Regions from separate parts of the Macaca mulatta genome. Here region 1 is linked to region 2. Evidence: chromatin contacts called from public Hi-C data. All regions are on one chromosome and are shown on one strand. The core of a region is the stretch at or near the end of the contact, and the rest is flanking DNA. Distances in the headings are between cores, read along the strand shown. Region 1 overlaps LOC106993508 (a long non-coding RNA gene). Region 2 has its middle 170 kb from the start of MIR125B-1.

The links. Hi-C and Micro-C count contacts between places; a contact is called where the count stands out from the background.
Region 1: a Hi-C map of fetal cortical plate shows a contact between it and region 2, with 2.2 times the contacts expected there. The contact joins two enhancer-like sites. A contact is called at or near these places in 2 of 14 Hi-C or Micro-C datasets (fetal cortex germinal zone and fetal cortical plate).

The regions. Positions count from the first base shown.
Region 1 is chr14:122,722,759-122,729,933 of T2T-MMU8v2.0, forward strand. The region is part of intron 3 of LOC106993508 (a long non-coding RNA gene); the gene reads right to left. Among named protein-coding and RNA genes, the nearest start is that of MIR125B-1, 29 kb to the right of the region's middle. Within about 2 kb of position 3,078, at least 12 of the 40 cell types and tissues checked have an H3K27ac peak or open chromatin away from gene starts, as enhancers often do. A contact at or near this core is called in fetal cortex germinal zone and fetal cortical plate, where this site is marked.
Region 2 is chr14:122,582,754-122,589,474 of T2T-MMU8v2.0, forward strand. No RefSeq gene overlaps it. Among named protein-coding and RNA genes, the nearest start is that of MIR125B-1, 170 kb to the right of the region's middle. Within about 2 kb of position 4,883, at least 11 of the 40 cell types and tissues checked have an H3K27ac peak or open chromatin away from gene starts, as enhancers often do. A contact at or near this core is called in fetal cortex germinal zone and fetal cortical plate, where this site is marked.

The DNA.
Region 1 (7,175 bases), core at 1,828-4,327, 140 kb after region 2:
AATTTCCATGTAACCAGCTATTTGCTGGGGTAACAAATTTACCCCATCCTGGAATCTCAAATAAAAAATCCATTGTGATGCCATTATATGACTGGTTTTATGTTTACTAGCAGCTGTCTTCCCATCTTCACTATTGTAGAGTAAAACTGTTATACTGGTATTTAAAAAAATCCCATAACAACAACAACAAAAATACAAAGACCCTGGTTTACAAGAGATGTTTTATTGGGAAAATACTACAGGATGGATTCAATAAAAAACAAAAACCATGCCTTCCGCTCAGTATAATCTTGCGGATGCCGTCCATCTTCCTGATTCACTGCTGAGGTACTAGAAGGCATCCAAAAGGTTTAAACTTTGTGTTTTCTGTATTCTGACGGTTTCACAAGGCACTTTCCAAATGCATACTGTCTTTAGAAATCAAGTTTGAATTCAGACAGAGCTCATCTTGAATCAATCATGCGAGCATTGTATCTGATAATAATATAGATTCTCCCAGAATGGATCCTATGATACCTCTTCCTTCAGCCCCTTTACCTTGCTATATTGTAACAGGTCTCCTTTGTGTATTAGAGCACCCTGTTTTAACACAGTCAACCCAAAAATAGGAATGCCAAGCTCTTGCAACGTAAAATCTCTTAGTGTGGGACTAAAAAAGAAGATACAGCTTTCATAGAGGGACAAAAATGCTATAAACAGGTGATGGCTGATGTGTTTGGGGTAGAGTTAATTACTTCTTTGTTAATTCCTGATACACTTTAGAAGGCTCTTTAACAACCCACTTTTGACTGTTTATGTATCTTTTTCTTTAAAGAGCCACAGATTATTAAGTTTAAAAAAAAAAGTCCATACTTTTTTTGTAGGTAACAGTTTTAGCTGACTTTATAATTTTCCGTCCTCAAACTGACTTTATCCTTTTTAATGATGTTCATGCTCTTAATCAGGACTATATAAACAATCCATATTACAAATTTCATAAAGACATATGTGAACATTTAACAGGCTTTGGGAGACATTTGCCGTGTAGACTATCTAGCTGGATTTTCTTCCTTGGAGATTATCCTGTACTAGTAACAAGCAGAGAAAATATTTCCCACGCCTGTGAGTATTTAGGAGTTCCTTTGTGTGCCTAGATCTTTTCCCCCATACAGGGGAAGTGGTGTGCACTGGGGGTAGGCAGAAGAAAAATGACAAGGAGCAAAAGCTTTGCTGCTGTGGGATCAAATTCCAAGCAGAATTCCTTCATACACTTCCATTTCTGTGAAAGTGCGGTGTGGTGCTCGTTTTCACTGTATCTGCTCGCTTAATTGTTTCTGCCTGTTCATTTCATTCTTCAGTGAAAACATTAGCCTAAGGGACATTTGAAAATCAAAAGGTAGGCTTGAAGTTTAACAGGAAATGAACAGCGGTGTTGCTGCGATATTAAAGTAAAAGTTTAGAACCAATAAGAAATAGCCACAATTCTAAACTCAACACGTCTTTTCTCCTTTTTGTTGTTTCCTTTGCTCTCCCAAATGTCAAGATTAAAGAAAAACATTCCATGGTTTCTACATGTTTACATTGCAAGGGTGTATAAAGGATGCTGTGAGGTATGCATTAAAATAACTTATCCGAGATACAGTAAAGATCCAGAGATTTTGAATTATTATGCAGGAATATATAAAATCCAGCACAGATTTCCTGACAGCTATAATTATTTAATTCTTTTAGAATTATCTTTTTCCACCCCCAAACCTCCTCTTGCCAGAATTGTTGAGATAATTAAGGAAGTGGTGGGAAGGTTAGAATCTGAACCATTTCAAAACCAAAACTGACCCGATAATTGTCCAATTCTGTTTCACTTACAATGCAGGACTATGACTTCTGTGTCTGCATGTGTGTGCTAAAGTTTGACCTCTGGTAGGGAAATTGTCTTCAGACAGAATAGAACTTGAACTTCAGAAGTCCAATGGTCCCCATTGTAGTTGCCCATTTACACTCAACGTAGCATGGCTTAATTGTCACAAATATCAGTTATGCTAAATGCTGGTATTCTAACAGCTCAAGGTGAACTGTTGTTACTGTCCATCTTTTCTCTGATCACTGAGACAAAAGATCAAACAGAAATATTTTAAAAAACACTCTCAGAGAATCTCAGCTTAAAATACTGCCTCTTTTACCACCACATTCTCCATCTTAACAAGGAAATCAAACAATTCGAGGAGAGCAAAGCAAAGAAATCCACAGAGAAAAGTTGTTTAAAATTGCCCACTGGATACAGCCATTGTAAGAGCTGAATAATGAGGTGGGAAAATATCAGACTTTAAAAAAAGTCTAGATGTTTAAACATACAAAAGTTATTACACCATTTATTTTTGGAAATAATTTGGGTTAATCCAAATAGCCATGATGAGGAATAGTCAAATAACAAGTAATTACCTTTTCCTGCCTTTGAAGAACAATGGATTTGGGATGAATCCAAATTTGTAAAAAGCAATCATGATTTTATATTCAATTATCTCACGGAAAGATCTCCGCAGTTTTGCATTAGTTTGTTGATGCTATACTTCATGGGCATTGCACACTTGGAGAAATAATTTAATCAAAAGTTATTAATGTATTCAATTATTCATTGATTATGTATGGCACTCATTAGTTTTAAGAATAGCAGGACAACAGAACTATTGATTAGAAAAAACATTTTTGGAAGAAAAACTGGCTCTCTTAGCTACCTTTGCAGTGGTCATTCTCCGTGGAGAATGTAATCATTTGGCTGTTTCTATTGCCGGAGTGGAAGTGGTTTTTATGGTGGTGGGTGGGAGCGTGACACTAGGTATATGTCTGAAATGGGGAAGCAAGGCAAATGGACAAATTGCAAGTTAAATACTTTAGAAGGGGGGGACGTATTTTTACAGGTATCTGTTATTGTCCTTACAAGTAATAAATAATGCTAAATAAAACATGTAACTAAACGGGCATTAAAGACCTTTTACATACATAGAAGACAAGAAAAGCTTTTTTTCCTCCTATGCTGCAGACTGCAGGCATTTCCCTCTGCCTCTGTCAAGTGTAATTCTTTCTTGATGAATGACAAGGCAGGATAATAGGCTGTGGTCGCCATGGCAACCAGACAGCAGCACTGTGTGCCTAGCATTTTTTCATCTGAAAATGAAACCAGAAGCAAAGAAAAGCTGAAAATGTAACCAACAGATTAACTGATACAAAAAAAGAAAAGAAAGAAAGGAAGAAAAAAGGAACAAAAAGGCAAGTTAGATTACAAGCAATTAAAATTACAGTACCTAGTCTTTCCCTCTCTCTCTCTCTGACACACACACACTGACTAGCTATTTTTAAATACTATTTGAGAAACATGAAACAATCATGTTTTATCTTTATTTTTCAAAATGCTTCATTTGTTTTTGAAATCTAGGAAGAATCGATTTTTAAAGGGGCATTTAAATTCTTTAATCACTGAAATTTATGAAGCTTTACGTATTGTGTTTGTATTGGAATTTCTAAATTCCTTTTCTCTCTAGCGCCCATCCCTGAACTATCCAGAGACCAAATGCTTAATGTGCAACAGTTTTTTCCGGACGCAGAGTTGGTGGGTGGGGTGAGGAAGGCAAGGTGACTTGAAACTGAGAAATAAGAAGCCAATATTATATCAACACTCACGGATTCTATAGACTTCACTCACTGTATTTACTAAGTAATCAGAGTTGCTTTTCTATTCAGCAAAAAGAACGCTGTGATTTTCTGCTGTATCCCCATTCCTAAGCGTAAGAAGGCTCCTGAATCCTCATTCAACATATTGTATATTCTGCCCATATAAATTCCTTTCATTTACTGATCTCAAAACTTGTATTGAAACTTTCCTGTGAGATGTTCTCGGGATCTACTGAACACAAATAAAAGAAAACAGACACAAAGGAGTATTTTCTGAGAGCCGCCGTCCCTTTACACCTCAGGTTTGGTAGAGGCAAAGAACACTGAGCTAGAAGTTAGAGGACAAAAGTCCCGTGAGGGGTGCAGCTTTGCAACTGCAGGCCAATGAGCACAGAAGAGCAAACCAAACAGGCCTCAGAATCAACATACTTGAGTTTGAATCTTAGCTCCATCCTTTTGGTAATCATAGTTTTCATATAGGTAATATGATAATAGGTATCTGTTACAAATGAACCAGAGAGTCCTTAAACTCTCTAAGCGTCAGTAGTTTGCATCTTTAAAATGGGCAAATCTCATCTACATTATGGGAATGAGAGGATTCGTGAGATCATCTGTTGAAAGTGTCTGGTATATAATAGGAGTCACTTAAAGATTCCTCCTTCCTGTAATCAAAACACCCAGTTTTCTAATATGTGTAATAGAAATGTCTGTATATAGTGTGTGTGTGTGTGTGTGTGTGTGACAGAGAGAGAGAGAGAGAGAGAGAGAGAATGTATACATAACCACCTGTTTTGGGATGACGTAAATCAAATTAGTTACTCTATGTGAAATGATTCAAGGGTACAATGTGCTCATGAAAATGGAAGATGGTGTCACCAAGAGATGTTGACAAACTTCTTTTCCAGAAAAATCCTAAAGAAAGGTGTCCGATTCCAACCCGCCCCGAGGCAGAGAAAAAGATTGACCAGCTAAGTCAGGGCTTCTATCGCAGGAACTTTCCCTTTATGACCAGAAGACTGAAATGTGAAAGAGGCCCACAGGGCAAGTTCCGGGAAGGTGGTGAGCACACGGGGGCGTCCGAGCAGGCCAGGGCCATGGGTCCCACGAGCCTCGGCACAGAGCAAGCACTCCCGTCCTCCCTCTAACGTACCCAGCGTCTGCGCTGGCCACCCACAGAAAGGCCTCATAAATCCTTCCTTTGTCCCCATTTCCCCAACACACACAAATGCAAAGTGAACAGTTGGATCAAAGCTTTTAATGTGCTTTGTACTGTTTTATTTGAAGAGATCAGGTCTGATATTTGAGAGGAAGAGTCCATCTGGCTGGGCTGAGCTCAAGGAGCCTCAGACAAATTGTAAACAAGACCAGGGTACAAGCTCCTCTCACAGCCCACAGCCTGCCGCTGCCATTGCCAAAGCACTATCTCATGCTAGCCAGGTTTTCCTGACCATTCATGCAAAAGGAGCTTAGTTACCAAAGTGGACCCTCTCACAGGTTTTCCTAAACTTTTCTAGCACATCTTGCAGATTACCACTGGCAGCTTCTAATGGCCTAACACCTGTATTTTTTAATTTTTCCAACAGTAGGTATGATGGTGCATTACATAGTGTTAAGATCCTCTGTTGTTCAAATAAACTCCCCTAGTAGAGTGAGAATGTGAAGATTGAAGATTGGAGAGAAGGGAATAATTACTTTATTAAATGCAATGTACATTTCTAAAAAGGAAAATTAAAGCTTACATTGTTTACTACTTTGGGAATACAAAGAAGGGACATATTAGTTGCATTTCTTCTGTCTCAGCATTTCTCACACTTGATATAATCATTTATGCAGTTATCTGTTCTTGCTGGATTGTGAGCTCTTTGCAGAGGGAGCCATGCCTATCTTGCTTCTTGACACATCCCTAGGACCTAACAGGTACTAGGCTTATGGTAGGAACTTAATAAATATTTGTCAGTCAGATGACTGAACTTTGAAGTCAGACACACCTATATTTGTACCGTTGTTCCACAACTCCCTAGTCCTAACCATGAGCACCTTTATTTATCTGAGCCTAATTTCTTCTCTGTAAAATAAGGTGATAATTCTTCACATAATCGTTGTGATTTCTAAATAAGACACATGATATTTGAAAATGCTTAGTGCCTAGCATAACATAGTAGATATACAACAGCTATTAGTTTTTCTTTAAAAAATTTAATCTGCTTTGATGAATTTTTAGTGAGTTGCTTGCCATTCCAAAAGATCTTTCCTGATAGTCTTTGGAAACCCATACAATGCTGGTAGAGGAGTAATAGGTTTATAAAAGACTCATTCCTCAAAAAGTGTGTATGTGACCCTAAAAGTGTGTATATTACATGTCACCATATCTTTTGCAAGCACAGAAGAGCAAATGTTATCTGTAATTAACTAGAACAAGGAAGGTTTGAATTTGATTGGAAAGGCCAGGATGGAAAGTGAATGTAGACCCCTGGGGTTGCAGAGGGTGAAGGACCAGAAATAAATGCACAGCAGTAGAGCCATTAATCTAGGGATGACCACCTGTGTTGGAGCATCTGGAGAACAAATCACAGATAGCAAAATTGGTCTGAGGCACAAGACAAGTAGGATGCACACAACATCAGTTGAAATCAAAGATAAAACTAACATTCAGGCAACATTTATTAAGCACCCACTGCATATGGGAAAATGAATAGGTGCATTCACATACGTGTATCCCTAAACTTAGGAGGCAGTTACACAGCAGTAAAGCACAGATTCAAAAATCAGATGCCAGGGTTTCTGTCCAGGCTCTTCTACTTAATGGTATGACTGGCACATTTTTAAAATTCTCATATCACAATTTCCTCACCTATAAAAGGGGGAATAACAATAGTACCTACCTCAAAAAATGGTTGTGGTCATTAAGTGATTCGATACACATAAAAACACTTAGAACAGGGTCTGCACATAGAAAGGATTCAATAAATTTTAATTATTGTGGATTGATTTGTATTCATTCATATTTTTAACCTTTCTTAGAGCTAACAGAGATGGTCAACTTATGACAGAAAAGAGCTCTAGACCTGGGATCAGAAGACTTGGATTTGAAAATCAGTTCTGCCACTTACAAGCCTCAGTTTCCTCATCTGAAAGTAGAAGGAAGAAGACCTGACTTGAAAGATGTGCTGTGAGTTGTCTATTTATTTAAAGAGACCAAGATCAAGTGTGTCAGTTGAGAAGCAAATGATACGCAGAGTTTTAAACTGCAGGCAATGAGTATCAGGGACACTTGGTAGATGATTTCAGGCCAGAGCAGCAGAGGTTAAAGTCCCTCCTTGGACACTAAGGAATAGGGAATCAAACATCAGAGACAGGAGTCTCCGACATCAGCACAACAGCCAACTTAACTCTGAGACACAGTGGTGCTAAATTACTTTTCCAAACTCACAATTCAGATGAGGTCACCATTCTCTGAGGCCTCCAATGACTCCACCCTGGCCTAAGAATAAAAATCTAAGCTCCTGTGACCAACATTCAATTTCTTCCAG
Region 2 (6,721 bases), core at 3,633-6,132:
CCCTACTTTCTGCCTGTGTATATCCTTCCCATAGCTTAAGAGCCAGCCCAAGAGCGTTTCTTTTCTCATCCTTACCTCTCCTCCACACAGTAAGAATTAATTGTTCTTTTGTCCCGTGCTCCAACGGCACAATGCCTCTACCCCAAAGTTGCACAGTTGGTATTTGAGAAAAAGGCCTGCTGCCACCTTATTTCTCCTGCTTTTATTTTTCCTACCTTCCCAAAACTTATAGGACACGTTCTTCTTGAGTTCTGTGAAAGTTCTAACAGAGGTAGGAAGTATATTAATAGCCTAAACCTCATAAAAGGAGGCCTTATAATTAAATTTATAGTTTTTGCATTCAGAGTCTTCTGGCTCAAACATAGCTGAAGGGCTCCATTTTGCTTTCCTTAAAACTCTTTATGAAACTAGAATAATGGTAAGAAATTATGCTGCATTCGTCTCCAGGATAGCATAGCATGGTGGAAAAACAAGGTGTAATTTGAAGCCTAGATTTGGCTGGGTTCAAATCCTGACCCTGCCATGTACTGAATATGTTCCTTTGGAGAAGTGACAACATATTTGTGTCAAGGTTTTCCTGTCTTTAAAATGAGGAGAATAATAGAACATATTTTATAGGATTGGTATAAGGATAATATATTAATACATGCACTTACTTGGAATACTGTATGGCACTTCATACATGTTCAAGAGATGCTAGTTATTAATTTAGTTATTATTCTCCAAATGAATTAATTCACAGCTAGAGTTGACTATGGTAGCATACTATTGATGATTCTTTCTAATTAGATTTGTATTCAGAATGTTTTGAGGCTCAGTTTTAAAAAGGCCACTGCTGGGAATAGATTCTTCAAGTTCTCATACTATTTATAAAAAGTAAGTCATTTAGAGTTAAACCTTGGAACCTGAATTTCAATATTTTTACCACTATTAGGTGGTGACTTACCTGGAAGAACTTACACAACCTCCCTAAGCTTCTAGTTTCTCAACTTAGACAGGAGAGGTAATCCTCCACCCCCAACCTCAGGGTTCTGTGATGTTTGAATGAGTGTTGTGAGAGTGAATGAAGAAATAACATATGGAAGTGTCTCACATCATGCATGACAGTCTTAATAAATGTTTGCTTTATTCTTTAATTTAAAAAAGATAAAGAAGCTCTTCATGGCCACTGAATCTGGAATCTGGTACACCTGAGATGACCCTGGGCATTTTGATAGTGCCAAACAATAGTAACTTACATAGTGGCTTCCAACCGTTCCAGGTAGGATCTATTGCCCCCAGACCCCTGCCACCACCCAGATCTAGAGCTAGCTATCAAATCTTTCAGCCCTTACAATAGCCCTGTGGGGTAGTACTATTATGAGTCTCTTCTAAGGTGAGGAAGCAGACAAGGACTGCTTCTAAGGCGGGGCTGCAGTTTGGGGCCTGTTCCTCAGTCTTTCCACACACCTATTCTAGCAGCAGTTCTGTTTTCCCTGAGGACTGGATTTTGCCCCCAAAACCCAGCAGGAACAGGTCTTAGCTGCTCATCTCACCACCTCCCCCCCTCCCCCCACAGCATTCCATTCTCTGGGATAGTTCCTGTGTGTTAATATCATTTGTGTTGAACGGACGGAGCTCCTGACTCCATTCTTTGTCCTGCCTTCCCTTCAAATGTCCACTGGGTTATGCCTCTGGGTGCTAAGAATTGCTTTGTGGGAGGAGAATGTGTGATGCCTTTCCTCACCCATCATAAGGGTCACGACTGACATTTTTATAACAAAAGACAGATTAACCAGAGAAAAGCATAACAATTTTATTTAATTGAAGTTGTACATGACACAGGATCCTTTAGGATGAAGACCCAAGACTTGGGAAAACTATTTTTATGCTTAGCTTCAGTGAAGAATGAACGGCCATGTAGAAATATGATCAAAAAACTGGTAAGAGACTGAGTGGTGAAAGCCAGCCAGGACTGTGTGTTCAGATTCTTCCTGGTTTTTGTATGTAGCATTCTTTCCTCCCGGGTATCGGGCAGGACCCTCTGGAATGAGGGTCTTCAGAGGAGAAGGGAGAGAGTGACCTTTGTAGGCTTTATTGGCTTGCTTTGGGGAGGAAAAACTCTAGTTTCTATGACCTGTGTTGGGGAAGAGGAATTCTGGTTTGTAGGACTCGCTTTGGTGGAGAAAGAGGGGCAAGAGACAGGAGGGCAGGAGAAGATCGGAGAGTTTGCTTCTGAGATCTTCCAGTCTGCTTTAGTTTGAAGTATTCAGTGTGTCAAAGCACCAGACTTTGGAGTATTGTCTTCTGAGCTCCAACAGCTTGAACCATGCCCTTTGACTGTACTGCCTGGTGCAGTCTGGCTACCTTCTGTAGACTCTGCCTCCCCATCTTGATCAGTTCGCCGGCTCGCTTCCTGATCCCAAACATATGCTTTTTTCCCAAAATGGACCTTTCCAGCCTTTGAGACTCATGTTGCTTGCTTAGGTCTCAGCATGTTGCAGGCCATGTGGGCTGACTGATGAAACGTCTCCATTATCTCTTCCAGGTGCCAGCAGAATTAAGTGACCAAAATCATCTGAAAGTCCTGAATTCCATGAATAAAACTACACTCAGGAGAAGATTATCATGTAAGGGAGAGGTGCATTATGTTTGGGGAACAAATGCCCATGGAAATGGTGAGTGCAGAAAGTTACTGAGCTTTGCATCTGGGCCTTCTAGTAGAGTGTGCAAATGAGATCACCCTACAGATGGAGAATATGGGAGCATCATGCTGCGACGCCACCTCTTGGCTGATGCATGTGGATTGTCAGGCGACAGAGGGAACTCTGATCAACCAACACTGACTTTTGGTACAGAATCCCAGTGGAAATCACCCAAGGGAAAGCAGACGACTAGTGTGCCTTATGAGGAAGTATTTTCTATATTTAGTGACCAAACTTTCATTGCCTTTGGAGAATGAAATCCATGCTTCTTTTTTAGAGTGGTTGTTTTGAGTGACAGTCAACATGGCGGGGAGATGGTGTTACTTTCTAAATGGAGTAAAAGATGAGCAAGATAAGCAACTTCCACCACATGGCAGCAGGTATGAAGACAACTGGTGCCTGTCTCCAGCATTCAACTAGACAATCTCTTGCCAAGAACTTCACCTTTGGCCTGTGTAGAGCCCCCTTCACTGGGTCAGAGCAGAGGTCAGTACCCTGACCCAGTCACCCCATGGCATCTTGGCCAACCAAGGGGTGCCAATTAGATCCAATTGTGATGAAGGTAGATGGAAGGTTCCCCCATTCCACTGACCCCCCGAGTGACTTCCTTGTCTTAGAGGCCATGGGGGTGGGGTAGAGGGCTATTCTGTACCTCATCTGTCCATGGCCAGCTGAGTATGTAGTGGCTGATTCTATTCTTAGCCTCAAATTCTCAAGTCCTCCAAATCTAAGGGATTGACACTGCCTTCATGCCTCCTCCAAATATAGGAAATTTCTCAGTTTCTAATTCAGAATGTAGATGTTTGGGGGCGGAAGAAGAAAACAAAAATATAAGTACCAGCTATTGGTCCAATGTCCGCTATGTTTTGGAAGTCATACTGATATTGGTAAAGTGTGGCAAATGTCGCCCCACTGCCCACCACCCACCTGCCCTTTCTCTTATGGATACAATGCATTAATTCATAAGAGGCATTTCAGATAAACGCTGAAATGTAATTTATCAGGGTTCTTCCAGGGCTTCCAGCTACAATCGTTTCAAATCCAAAAAATTTGCTACATGCAAAGGCCCCCAAACTACCCTAAGACATATTCCTAAATTTCCAGAGCTTAAAAATCAATGTGCTTTAAAAAATAAAAACAGAAAATGCCAGCTGACTTTGCAAACAAGGACATTGGGAAACGGATATAATTGTGTTCTTTCCTTCTACGTCCGTTCGGGAACTTCGAATGCTACTATGCTACATCAGGTATGCAATGAAAGACAAACAACGGGGACTCCAAACAGAAGAGGGGAGCTTGAGTAACTGTAGTTTTTATGTTAGGGAGAGCCTGAGAGAGAAAGGAGCATTGTATCTCGGATTAACGGAACTGCAGGATTTCATTAATGACAGCCCAGCTTTTTAGCAAAAGGAAGATAGTTAGGGCAGTAAAGGAGAACATGACTAGAATGTGCTCTGCTAATTGGAAATGTATATTATCTTCAGGCGATGTGAGTGTGGAGGAGAGGGGGATGGGGAGGATGAGAAGAGACACGTACTGAGAGGCCTGCAGGAGAAAACTGGACCCAGGACACCCCAGATTTGGCCACACCAGCAGGGCAGTTAAAGGGTCCTTTCTTGCTGGTAGGAACGTCTAGTGCCCGGACCCCACCCTCCCCCACTCCCTTTTAATTCAATGGCTACGTAGGGGCTTCTTTGATGGAGGCTTTGAAGTCGGTGGCTTTGAGATTACTCTTCCTCTGTGACCTTGACCACCAGCCATGAGGTTAGGGGGGAAGGGGAGGGGAGGAGGAAGGCTCTGGAGTTGGAAAAAGGAAAGGAAGGAGAGGGGAGGGGAAGGAAGGCTGCCCTAAGACATTTCTGCAGCATTCCACGACTTTTCTGATCACTCTGCAAAGTTGAAATATGATTGCAGCCTTTGCACCGGGAAGGAAAGAAACCATTTAAATGAAAAATTAGCTGCCTTAGCAGGTCAAGCACATAGTTACATTAATGTCGTGTAGAACAATAAATCAACTTCGATCTCCAATTGAAAAAATGCTAATTTAGCTCAGCGATTCACTGATTGTACTTTCCTCTGATAGAAATCTTTTCTTTTATTTAATGCGAAGCCGTGATTTGACAGCCTCCTCTAATGGTGCTTGCAGACTCTCAGCATTTCAGTGGAATTCTGATCATGGTTTTAATATTCCGTGCAGCTCTGCCCCCTCTGATTTCACGCTCACACATTAACGAGAGCTGACACTGGAGATTAGACGCAGACAGCTGGAATGCCAGGTCTTTGTTGCAGCATGGACAGGAGCCAACGTCGTTCAACCACAGCCAAGAGGGACCTGGGAAAGTCTTCTTAAGAAGGAGGGGAAGGCGGGGTGGGGGGCTTGAGGGAGGGTGGGAGCGGGGGATGGGAGCGGAAAGAAAGGCAAGGTAGTTTCTGAAGGGCATATGAAAATAGATGTTTTCAGAAAGCCCTTTCGTCTCTGAAATTCGCATTGGAATCAATTCTGGTTTATTTAGAGGAAGTGGTTCATTACAGGGAAATCCCAAATTGGTTGCAGTATTTTTCTGTAAACTCTGAAAATACAAGTGTGATGCACGAAAATGGAAATGGCTCCCTGCTTCAGCTGCTCACTAGTTCATCTGAGAAACAATGGTGATTACGAGCTGGAGGAAGAGTGCTTACATAAGGAAATGTGTTCTCCCCTTTGCCTTAAAAAAATCACTTAGTTCCAGGTGAATAGATGGGGAAATAAAACTAGATTTATGAGCCAGGGCTGCCTGTGCAACTAGCGTCTACCTCGGCAAGAAAGGAAGTCGCGTAGCCTAACTGCCTTGATCCTAATAAATTGTTTCCTGATACCAGAAATCAAATAAAGATCCATAGTTTCATCTAAACCATGAAGCAACTTGGGCTCAGCTAGTGCCAATATTGCCAAGGGGAAAGAAGGGTGCTGCCTGAGACACTGGCTCAACTTTGTCCAAAAGAAAATGACAGATGATCAAAGTTGCAGAGACGGCACATTAATACTATGTCAAAAAAAATTGTTTCTGCTCCCGGGGGAAACCAATTGAGTAGAAATAACAAATGTCCTTCTTCCTAACTGTATCATTAATAATAATCGTACTTTGCATTTTTATGGGATACCAGGATTCAAGAGCCCTTTATAAATATTCATAGGGGAAGGCTGGGGAAGGGAAGTGAATGTACCCATTCCTGATGCCTGGCTGGAGTGACTGAGACTCAGGGCCCCGCAGGGGCTTAACTGGAGTGAAACAGCACGTCACAAAGCCTCATGCTGCAGCTAGCTGGGAGACATCCAGGTACAGTCTCTGATGCCCACTGCTCTCTCCTGTGAACAGGAACGTGGCTGTAGTTTAGGAATTAGATGAGCTGAACCATCTTGTATCACTTTTGCTTGTTGTTCTTACTCGCCTTGGTTGGACCACTGTCACTGATGCAAGTTTATTCATTCTACTAGCATTTATTGAACACTGAATTAGACAGTTTTGATTAAAAAAAAAAGTGTAAGTTAGGAGATATATATATATATATATATCAGTATAAGTTAGGAGATATATATATATACATTTGCATATGAATCTTAGTTCCTCTCTTACTGGCTTTGTGGCCTTAGCAAAGTGCTTTACTTTTCTCTAAACCTCAGTTTTTTGTCTGTAAAATGGGGTTAAAATGAACTAATCCTTAACACTGTCTGACCCATCGTGGGCACTCAGTAAATGCCAGAAACAACCATTGTTGTTGTTGTTTTCATATAATTGTTGGGAGGGTTCAGTGAGAATACACACACACACACACAGACACACACACATTGCCGGATAGAGTTGGTTCATAGTAAACAGTTAATAAGTGCTGGTTATTGTTATGTAACACATGAGAATGTCTCATTCCAAAGCAGCACTATTGCCTGCAAAGTAGTCCTCTCAGTAGATTTGTGCTGATCCCCAAGATACTGAGAAATTGCTCAAAGCATTTTTGGAACTCTTCTGGAAAGTTATGCATGGACACTGTTGGTACTCTCT